Regions from separate parts of the Mus musculus genome. Here all the other regions are linked to region 1. Evidence: chromatin contacts called from public ChIA-PET and promoter capture Hi-C data. All regions are on one chromosome and are shown on one strand. The core of a region is the stretch at or near the end of the contact, and the rest is flanking DNA. Distances in the headings are between cores, read along the strand shown. Region 1 overlaps Rpgrip1 (retinitis pigmentosa GTPase regulator interacting protein 1). Region 2 holds the start of Ndrg2 (N-myc downstream regulated gene 2). Region 3 holds the start of Mettl3 (methyltransferase like 3).

Region 1 (2,895 bases), core at 148-2,647:
ATTTTTATGCATGTGAGTGCTTTGCTTGCATGTATGTGTGTGTTCCACATGTGTGCAGTGCCCATGAAGGTCAGAAGAGGACACTGAGTCCCCTGAAACTAGAGTTATAGACAATTGGGAGCTGCCACATGGGTTCTAGGAATTATATCTGGGTTTTCTGAAGCAGCAGCCAGTGCTCCTAACCACTGAGCTGTCTCTCCTGTCCCTACAGTCTTTAGGTGTGAACTTGGAATGATCACGTGAAGGGCAAACTGCCATTTTGCTTTTATTCGTTACAATTTTGTGGGTGGGTGCATGTGCCACACGTGGTACATTTGTGGGGGGTCAGAGGACACCTTTGTGGAGTTGTTTCTCTCCCAACTCTTCTATGTGGGTTTCAGAGACTGAACTCGGGTCACCAAGCTTGCTCAGCTCAAGTCTGAGCCATCCTGCTAGCCTCCAAACTGTCATTTGAAAACTGTCACCACTCTGCTGTGACACACTGACTGGGGGCTGGGCAGTACGGGGAAGAGGGCCCTTGTGAAGTGGCACAAATCTTGTGCGTTCTGGAGAAGACATTGTTGCTGGCGTTTTACAACTCTCACCAACCGCTTTTACCAATGTTTTTCGCTGTCTAGTCCAGTGAACCAAAAGCTCAAGACGAGAATGACTTATCCCAGGTGCTAAGCGAGCTGCAAGTGTCACATGCAGAGACCACACTGGAACTGGAAAAAACCAGAGATATGCTTCTTCTGCAGCGCAAAATCAACATGTGTTATCAGGTGCAGAGCATGGGCCAGGAAGCTGGGCAGCTGAGACTCACACACACCCGGGAGCAAGCATGGCTTGGGGTCTGGGGCTGGTGGTTAGCAACGCGCTTCCTTCCTATGGAGGCGCCTCCGGACTCACTCACACATGCCCAGGCACCTGGCCCCAGAAGTCAGCTAAGGGGGAGCTCATAAAACGGCAAGTGCCAAACTTCTGGGTTCATTTTCCCCCAAAGTCCTAGGGACGCAATTACCCAAGGTGCCACAGGTGCAGCCGCGAGTGAAGGGTCTTAGAAAGCCTGAGCTTCCTTCCTGGGCGGAACCTGCCCTGCTGAGGAGGTCATCAATCTTCCTACTCCAGCCAGGTCCAGTTTTTAGAGTCAGGGCTCTTGGGTTCTGCGACACAGAGAGGAAAGTTCAGTTCTTATTTTGTTTCAGGAGGAGCTGGAGGCAACACTGACAAAAGCTGACAGGGAAAACAGGGACCACGAAGAGAAACTGGAGCGGCTGAATCACCTCCTGGACTTCAAGAACAGCCGCATCAAACAGCTGGAAGGTATTTTAAGAAGCCACGGCCTTCCAACATCTGGCAAGTCTTAGTACTTTGTTTCCATCTTGGGTGATGTCATGTGACTAACAGCGACCCAATCCTCCTGACTTTCTCTCTTTCTGCTCTCATCCTCTCTCACCTCATGGTTGGTTTGTAACTTCCTTTCCTCTTCTGCTCAGTGCAAATCTCTGATTTTTTTTTCTGGAGAATTTCCACAGGGCAGCCGTGCTTCCGGGTGGTTGGAAGAGTGTCATTGAGGGTGACTGACCCCAAGGCTGGTGAATCTCTCCTTTCCTCTGTCATTTTGTGAATCTGTGCGTATTAGCCTACGGCAGGTCTTGCCAGGTAATGCACCCTTGTCACGCATTTCCTCTCATCTTTTCCTGAGATCTCTCTCTAAAATCTTTGTTGAGATTTAAGGACGTAGGCAGAGGCAGGGCAGGCGTTGCCAGTGTGTTCCGATGGTCACTACAGAACAGGATCCACTCTCAACCTTGAGTTTAAGAAGTAGGGTTCCTCACTATGCACTCGGGAGAGAGACGACTCACCCTAGCAAACTCACCACAGTCTGAGACTTAAAGCAGAAGGCAGGGCACGACATCAGCACACATGGAGCTCAGTGAAGCGGTGCTCCTTTCTGGGAAGAGCAGGTTCCCTCATGAGCACAGCCCTAGAGTACAGGGAAGTAGTGGGGGTGGGGGGCGAGTTTACCACACCCTGAGTCTGGTAAGACTGCTGCCAAATAAACGGGCAGTCCTCCCTTGCACTGAATCCTCATGGCTTAGACTCAAGGACTCTCAGGGTAAGCACCCTTACCTACATCTGCGGGTTCATTTGTTTTCACTTTCTGTGCAGATTCCTGCCAAAGCTGAACAGCTTTCCCACGCATACCACTTAGCTGTACTGTTTTTTTTTTTTAAGATTTTATTATTTGTTTAAGATTATTTATGTGAATGCGCCATTCGTATGTATATGCCTGCAAAGGAGGACATCAGGCTTCCTTATAGGTTGTGAGCCACCACGTGGTTGCTGGAATTGAGCTCAGGACCTCTGGAAGAGCAGCTAGTGCTCCTTAATCGCTGAGCCATCTCCGCAGCCCACATTATTTCTTCTGAGAATTGCCTATCCCTACCTCTACCTTTCCCCTATGATTTAACGGTATCTCTGATTTGTACTTCCTTATATGTAAGACTATTAGCTTTGTGTTGTTAATGCCAATTTAAACATATTATATTAAGTCATGTCTTATCTATCTATCTGTCTGTCTGTCTATCTATCTATCTATCTATCTATCTATCTATCTATCTATCTATCTATCTATCTATCTATTTAGATTCGTCTCTGTGTAACCCTGGCTGACCTGGAACTTGAACTCACAGAGATCTGCCTAAATCTGCCTCTGGAGTGCAGAGGCAGATTGGCTGCTTGGCTAGATCAAATCTTATAACTGAAGAAAACATCAATTAGCTGGGTGAGGTGGCACTTTGCCTTTAATCTCCAGAACTTGGAGGCAGGGGCACACAGATCTCTATGAGTTCAAGGCCAGCCAACACAATGAGACTCTGTCTAAAACAAACAAATACAAAACAAAACAACAAA
Region 2 (2,895 bases), core at 202-2,701, 230 kb before region 1:
TTTAGGGGACGCCCCACACTACCTCACTGACTGGGCTAGAGTGGTAAGGGTTCACAACTGACCATGACCTTCAACTATAGCTCCAATGTCAGCATCTTGAGGGGCTAAAAAGGACTGAGGCAGTGACTATCAAGCACTCAACAGAGGGACCTAGATATCCAATCCAATCAATCTCTCTCTCTCTCTCTCTCTCTCTCTCTCTCTCTCTCTCTCTCTCTCTCTCTCTCTCTCTCTCTCTTGTACACAAATGAGCGCACACCAACAATGGTAGATCTAGAGAGCAGCAGAGCACCTGTGCAGACTTGAAAAAAAAAAAAGAAGAAGAAAAAGAAAAAGAAAAAGAAAAGAAAAGAAAGCAAGCCAGCAGCATGGGGTGGGTGGGGTCAATTTACTGAGCTCCTATTGGTTGGATACGGTGAGCGTGGAGGTCAGGGTTCTTAGTCCTGACTCTAGGGTCTGAGAAAACACAGGAACAAGGTGAATGACATGGGAGACGGACCTGGGTCTTTTAGGGACATAAGGCCAGAGCCAAGACCCAGGATTCCAGGGTCACTAACCCTTTCTAATCTCCCCTGAGTCCAGAGAACACGTCCTCTCTAGGTTCCAATCAATACAAGCTGGAGGGGCCTGCGAGGCAAAACAAGCAGGTCCAGGCTGGGTAGTCTATGAAGAGAGCAGAGAGCTGACATGGCGATAGAGCATGACTGTGTCAAAACCTCTGGGTCCTACCCAAGTGCCACTATTAGGTGACCTTGTCCAGTTAGTCACTACTCGGTTTTGACGGTTCTCAGTTGATATGTAGGTAGTACAGCATGACCTTTTCCTTCACCATTTAAAAACAAACAAGCTTCAAGCCTTCATCTCTCCCCTCCACCCAGTGTAATTGTAGGTCGGGTGGAGAAAGGAGAGGGGGGGATAGGGCTGCCCGTAACCTCCGCACTTCCCCGGACTGCCAGCCATGTGCCAGCCGGGAAAAGATGGTTAGGACTTGACTGGCTGCTCCCAGAACACGAAACCTGACCCCTATGAGCTTCTCGCTGCCGTTCCTCGTCCGAACCAACACCCTCTCACGGCGGGCACGTAGTGCCCAGGACCCTGTACATCATCTCAAGAGCGCCCCAAACACGCCCTGCACTTTGCAGCTCTTCTGCCTTTGTGCGCAGCAGCGGAGCTCCTCGCTCAGCCAGCCCCTTCCCCCGAACTACAGCCAGGAGACCAGAACCACGATGCCCACCCTCCGGGCCCGCGCCTTGCCAGCCCAGAGGCGCGCTTGCCCCTCCCCCTACCTGCTGCAGCCGCCGCGGTCGCTGCCACCTTCACTTGCCTTTGACTTAGGTCCGCCCTAGCTCTGGCTCCCCACAGACCCGCCCTGGGCCCGCCCCCGGGCCATCTCCCTGCAGATCCGCCCCGACCCCCCATAAACACGCCCCGTAACTCGCCTGGGCTACCAGGGGAGGGGCGAGAGGGTGCGGCTTGGGAGCACACAGAGGTGATGCTCATAGGCTCTCTGAGTGCTCCCCATAAACCCTAAGCCGTGTGAAGTGGGGTGAGCGTGGGGGATCCCTTAAACCCCCAAATGGTCCCCACGCCCACATCAACGGCGCCCCTACTGTGACCTGGCTCTGCCAGGCTCACTTTTGGCTCTCTTCCTAGCCCCCCAGATTGAGTGGCAGCGACGGGTAAAGTGGGGAGACCAACCCAAGGTGCCTACGTCCCACGATTTCAGCTCCGCCCGCCCGGAAACAGAGAGCTAGATCAAGGAAGGGGGAGGTGGGCGAGGGCCACCGCTCAGACCCGGTCTCGGGGCAGGTATGGGTAGTGGTGACAGCGTGTCTGGAGACGGGGCGTCGAGGGCATAGGAATTCCCAACAATTGGGGTGCTGGTACCTCCTCAGCCGAGTCCCGCCGCTTGCTCTCCGACTGCTCCGTGAGAAGTTGGACAACAAGCAGGGAGTTGGGGGGGGGGGGGGCCGGGAAATGCTGGGGGCCGCTATAAATAGAGGATGAACGAAGGAGGGGAAAGATGATGGCCAACAGCGACTCCCGGGTCAAGGCCCCAACGAGGGGGGCGGGTAGAGGAGGGGCTGGGGACCCCCCAAGGGCTCTGACTCCTGTGTAAACAGGCGCGGAGGCGGAGCTAACTCTGCAAGGGTGGAGTAAAGGGTTTGAGGAGGACTGGATGTCCTGGGCTGAGACCCAAGAGACCCTGTGGCTGAGGCGCTAACCCCTCCTAGTCCAACCCCGAAAAGGAGGGCGAGGTCAGCTCTGAAAAGCTGAGTGGCAGTACCCTGCTGCCGATGCCTCCTGAGCTGCTGTCTCCTGGGCTGGACCCTCGGTGCCTGGTGGGTTTACCATCCTATCCTAGACTTCCACAAGATTCACATCTGAGACACGTCCTCCCTGTGCTCTTTAAAGAAAGATTGCTGAAGTGGAACGGTTGATGGACTGGAAGTTGTGTTAAGCAACCAGATTGTATTTCCCCACTTGCCCTCGTTCTCGCACCCCTGCTCCCAGAATCAACCCTGCCCCATCCCCCTTCAGCCTAGTTCCAGACTTGCCATTTAGGGGGCTGGGCGCCAGGCCAGTTGAAAACAATGTCCAATGGAACCGGAGCTGCCAACTGCAACACCAGAGCAGACTGCTCCCCCCAAGACCCCCAGATTGCCCTCCCCCCTGCCTGGGAACTACCCTCACCACGCACAACCCCCCTCCCCAAGGAACATCAATGCCCCTTTCATCCCCACTTGGCAGGTCTGTTGGAAAAGAGGAGAGGCCAAGAGGGAGGAGGAGGAGACCTGGGTAGGCTCAAACCCAGCTTTAGAAAAGAAAAAAATAAATAAAAAATAAAAACCCTAGACCTAAAGAGCTTCCTATATCCCCCAAACAGAACCCCAA
Region 3 (2,895 bases), core at 173-2,672, 160 kb after region 1:
TCAAACTCACAGATATCCCTCTTGTTTAAAAAAGTGCTGGGATGGGCTGGTGAGATGGCTCAGTGGGTAAGAGCACCCGACTGCTCTTCCGAAGGTCTGAAGTTCAAATCCCAGCAACCACATGGTGGCTCACAACCATCTGTAACAAGATCTGACTCCCTCTTCTGGAGTGTCTGAGGACAGCTACAGTGTACTTACATATAATAAATAAATAAATCTTTTAAAAAAAAAAGTGCTGGGATTACAGGCATGAGCCACCATGAAGGGTTTTTCTCCCTGCTTTTTCTTCTAATCTTCTTTGATTCTCACATAGATTTTTAAGCTCCTTTAAGGTAACAGCAGTGTCTTCTTTTTGCCGAAACCCATGAGTAGTGTAGATATGCAATAAATGTTCACAAATTACGGTGAGACTGAATTTCACCAAGGTCTGCTGTTGTGAGCTGTGAATACTGCAAAGCACTGACATGCTACCCACACATGTAGTATGGATTCGGTATTCTCGCAGAGCTTTGCAACTGGTTTACCTTAAATAATTGAGCTTGTGCTGGAGAAGGCTATTAGGGTAGTACTCTTTTAAGTGCCTTCAATTTTTCTAACTTTGTCATACAAGGGGGAGGGGGAAAATGTTTAAAGACCAAAATCAAGTGTTTTCAGATTCTTGCTACGTTTGTAAACACTTGCACTACTCATTCATTAAGGTCCTAGTGAGAAGGTCCTAGTGAGGACCCTGTTGTGGCTGCTAAACCGGGCTCTGGGGATAGATATACAGAAGCAATCCTTGCTCCCCGCCCACATGGGAAAGAAAAGACAGTGACAAAGCAAACGTTACAACTAAGGTAAAACAGGCACAGAAGCAACAAAACGGGTTTTGCTGGCTCTCGGAATAAGGTACTGAGAGGCTTCACGGACGCAACATTCTCCTAGACAGGACTGGAATGGGACCCAAGGAGAGGAGTGGACCCATGTTGGTGTGGTGTTACGCTTGAAAAACCGACGCCCGGGAGGAGGCACTGCAAGCTTTCCCGCAGGTGGGCATGCGTTTCAGCTACTCGGGAAAGATGGGGTAACCAACAATCGAGGAGTCCAATAAAGGGCTGCTCCGGAAAGGGCGCAGAGCCCGGGGCTGTCTTCCTCTCCAGGAGTCTCTCGCCCCGCCCAGGCCCGCCCCGACCACCCCGCACCTCACCCAAGTGCCCAGAGTCCTGCTTCCGTCGCCGCTGCAATCTCTCGCGAAGCGAGTCCAGCTGTTTCTTATGGGCCTGGATAGAGCTCCACGTGTCCGACATCCTAGCTCCCAGCGCGGACTCGGCTCGAATCAGGCGCGGCGGACTAGCACCTCCCCAGCCTAGAACTAAGAAACATCTAATTCTCACGAGGACGCCCGAAGGCCAGCCGGATAGAGCCAAGATGAAAAGCCACTTCCGGTTGGCGAACCAGCCGGACGTAATCCTCACGGTAGTTCTCTCTCGTGTTTCCGGGAGCGCTGAGGCTGTGTTTGCCATGTTGGTAGCTGGCAGACCCGCCATGTTGTTTCTTTAAGTCGTTAGTGACAACGCATTTAAAATAGCAGGGCTAGAACAAGTGTGAGTGTTTGACGGGTGGGTGTATGCGTGGAGAGATGGATGGACGGGAAGGAGTGAACAGACTGTTAGTCTGGTTGATTGTATATTCTGGTCCTTGCACATACGGTCAAGCACTGTATCATAGATTTCTGCCCTTAAGGCCCCAGATTTTCTAAGTTAAATATTATCTTCCTTCCTTCCTTCCTTCCTCCCTCCCTCCCTCCCTCCCTCCCTCCCTCCCTCCCTCCCTCCCTCCCTCCCTCCCTCCCTCCTTCTTTCTTTCTTTCTTTCTTTCTTTCTTTCTTTCTTTCTTTCTTTCTTTCTTTCTTTCTTTCTTTCTTTCTATACAAAGTGTGTGAAAGGAGAGTGGAGTTTCACTATGTGGTTCTGCAACTCACAATCCTCCTGCCTCAATATCCGAGTTCTGGGAATTCAGGCATATTCTAAGACAAACATCTTAATTAGGGAACCATCTTTTTCAGCGTGAGGGAGCACTCTTTAAAAATGTTCAGGATGAGTGGAGAGATGTCTCGGCAGGTAAGAGCACTCAGTGCTCTCCCAGAGGTCCTGAGTTCAATTCCCAGCAACCACATGGTTACTCATATCCATCTGTAATTGGGATCCGTTGCCCTTTTCTGGTGTGCCTGAAGACGGCTACAGTGTACTCATATACATATAATAAATTTGTTCTTTTTTTTTTTTTTAAAAGAAAATGTGCAAGAAATGGGGAGGTAGCTCAGTAAAGTGTTTGCTGTGAAAGCATGAGATTCTGAGATTCCCAGAACCCACATAAATTTAAGGCAAAGCTGTGTGGGGTGGCAGACATTGTTTTAGCTTAATTTAGAAAAAGGTTTATTTTTGTGTTTGAATATTTGTATATGTGTGTTTGTACACACACACACACACACACACACACACATACCTGGCTCCCCTGGAGACCAGAAGACGGAGTCATCTTCGTGAACTAGAGTTACAGGCAATTGTGATGTACAATGTGGGTGCTAGGGTTTGAACCTGAGTTCAATTCTGTAATAATAAATTGTGCTCTTTACCACTGAGCCTTATCTCCAGCCCATGACTAGGCAGTTGTTATCTCAGTGTTGGAAAGGCAGAGAACAGTAGATCTCCTGGGCTGGCTATCAAACCTATCCAGAAACAAAAACTAAAGTAAAATTATTTCTATTATTGCACTGAATGGTCTTATGTACAGTAGTTTGATTACAAAAACTAATAAAATAGTCCCTAAATAATGAAAAGTTAAGGGGCTGGAGAGATGACTCAGCAATGAAGAGCACTGTCTGCTCTTCCAGAGGTCCTGAGTTCAATTCCCAGC

The links. Promoter capture Hi-C pulls out the DNA fragments that hold promoters and counts their contacts. ChIA-PET counts read pairs in DNA pulled down with a chosen protein or histone mark.
Region 2: a contact with region 1 is called in an RNA polymerase II ChIA-PET map of memory CD8 T cells, with 29 read pairs. The contact joins the promoter of Ndrg2 here to the enhancer-like site in region 1. A contact is called at or near these places in 3 of 15 datasets of contacts at CTCF or cohesin (embryonic stem cells and stem cell-derived epiblast-like cells), 24 of 484 Hi-C or Micro-C datasets (B cells, CD4 T cells, the G1E-ER4 cell line and 6 more), 7 of 115 datasets of contacts at active chromatin or transcription factors (effector CD8 T cells, embryonic stem cells and memory CD8 T cells) and 4 of 9 other capture datasets (adipose tissue, embryonic stem cells, liver and 1 more).
Region 3: a promoter capture Hi-C map of pre-B cells shows a contact between it and region 1. The contact joins the promoter of Mettl3 here to the enhancer-like site in region 1. A contact is called at or near these places in 9 of 39 promoter capture datasets (the C10 cell line, cranial neural crest, embryonic stem cells and 5 more), 1 of 15 datasets of contacts at CTCF or cohesin (the NIH/3T3 cell line), 6 of 115 datasets of contacts at active chromatin or transcription factors (the 230-238 cell line, effector CD8 T cells, embryonic stem cells and 1 more) and 4 of 9 other capture datasets (adipose tissue, embryonic stem cells, liver and 1 more).

The regions. Positions count from the first base shown.
Region 1 is chr14:52,139,939-52,142,833 of GRCm38.p6, forward strand. It overlaps Rpgrip1 (retinitis pigmentosa GTPase regulator interacting protein 1), which reads left to right. Exons shown (of 25, transcript NM_023879.3): 13 at 618-761; 14 at 1,185-1,335. Among named protein-coding and RNA genes, the nearest start is that of Rpgrip1, 30 kb to the left of the region's middle. Within about 2 kb of position 1,398, at least 112 of the 459 cell types and tissues checked have an H3K27ac peak or open chromatin away from gene starts, as enhancers often do. A contact at or near this core is called in the 230-238 cell line, B cells, effector CD8 T cells and 4 more, where this site is marked.
Region 2 is chr14:51,912,037-51,914,931 of GRCm38.p6, forward strand. Ndrg2 (N-myc downstream regulated gene 2) reads right to left here and starts at 1,452. Exons shown (of 15, transcript NM_001145959.1): 1 at 1,287-1,452.
Region 3 is chr14:52,303,702-52,306,596 of GRCm38.p6, forward strand. Mettl3 (methyltransferase like 3) reads right to left here and starts at 1,423. Exons shown (of 11, transcript NM_019721.2): 1 at 1,187-1,423. The coding sequence starts at 1,286.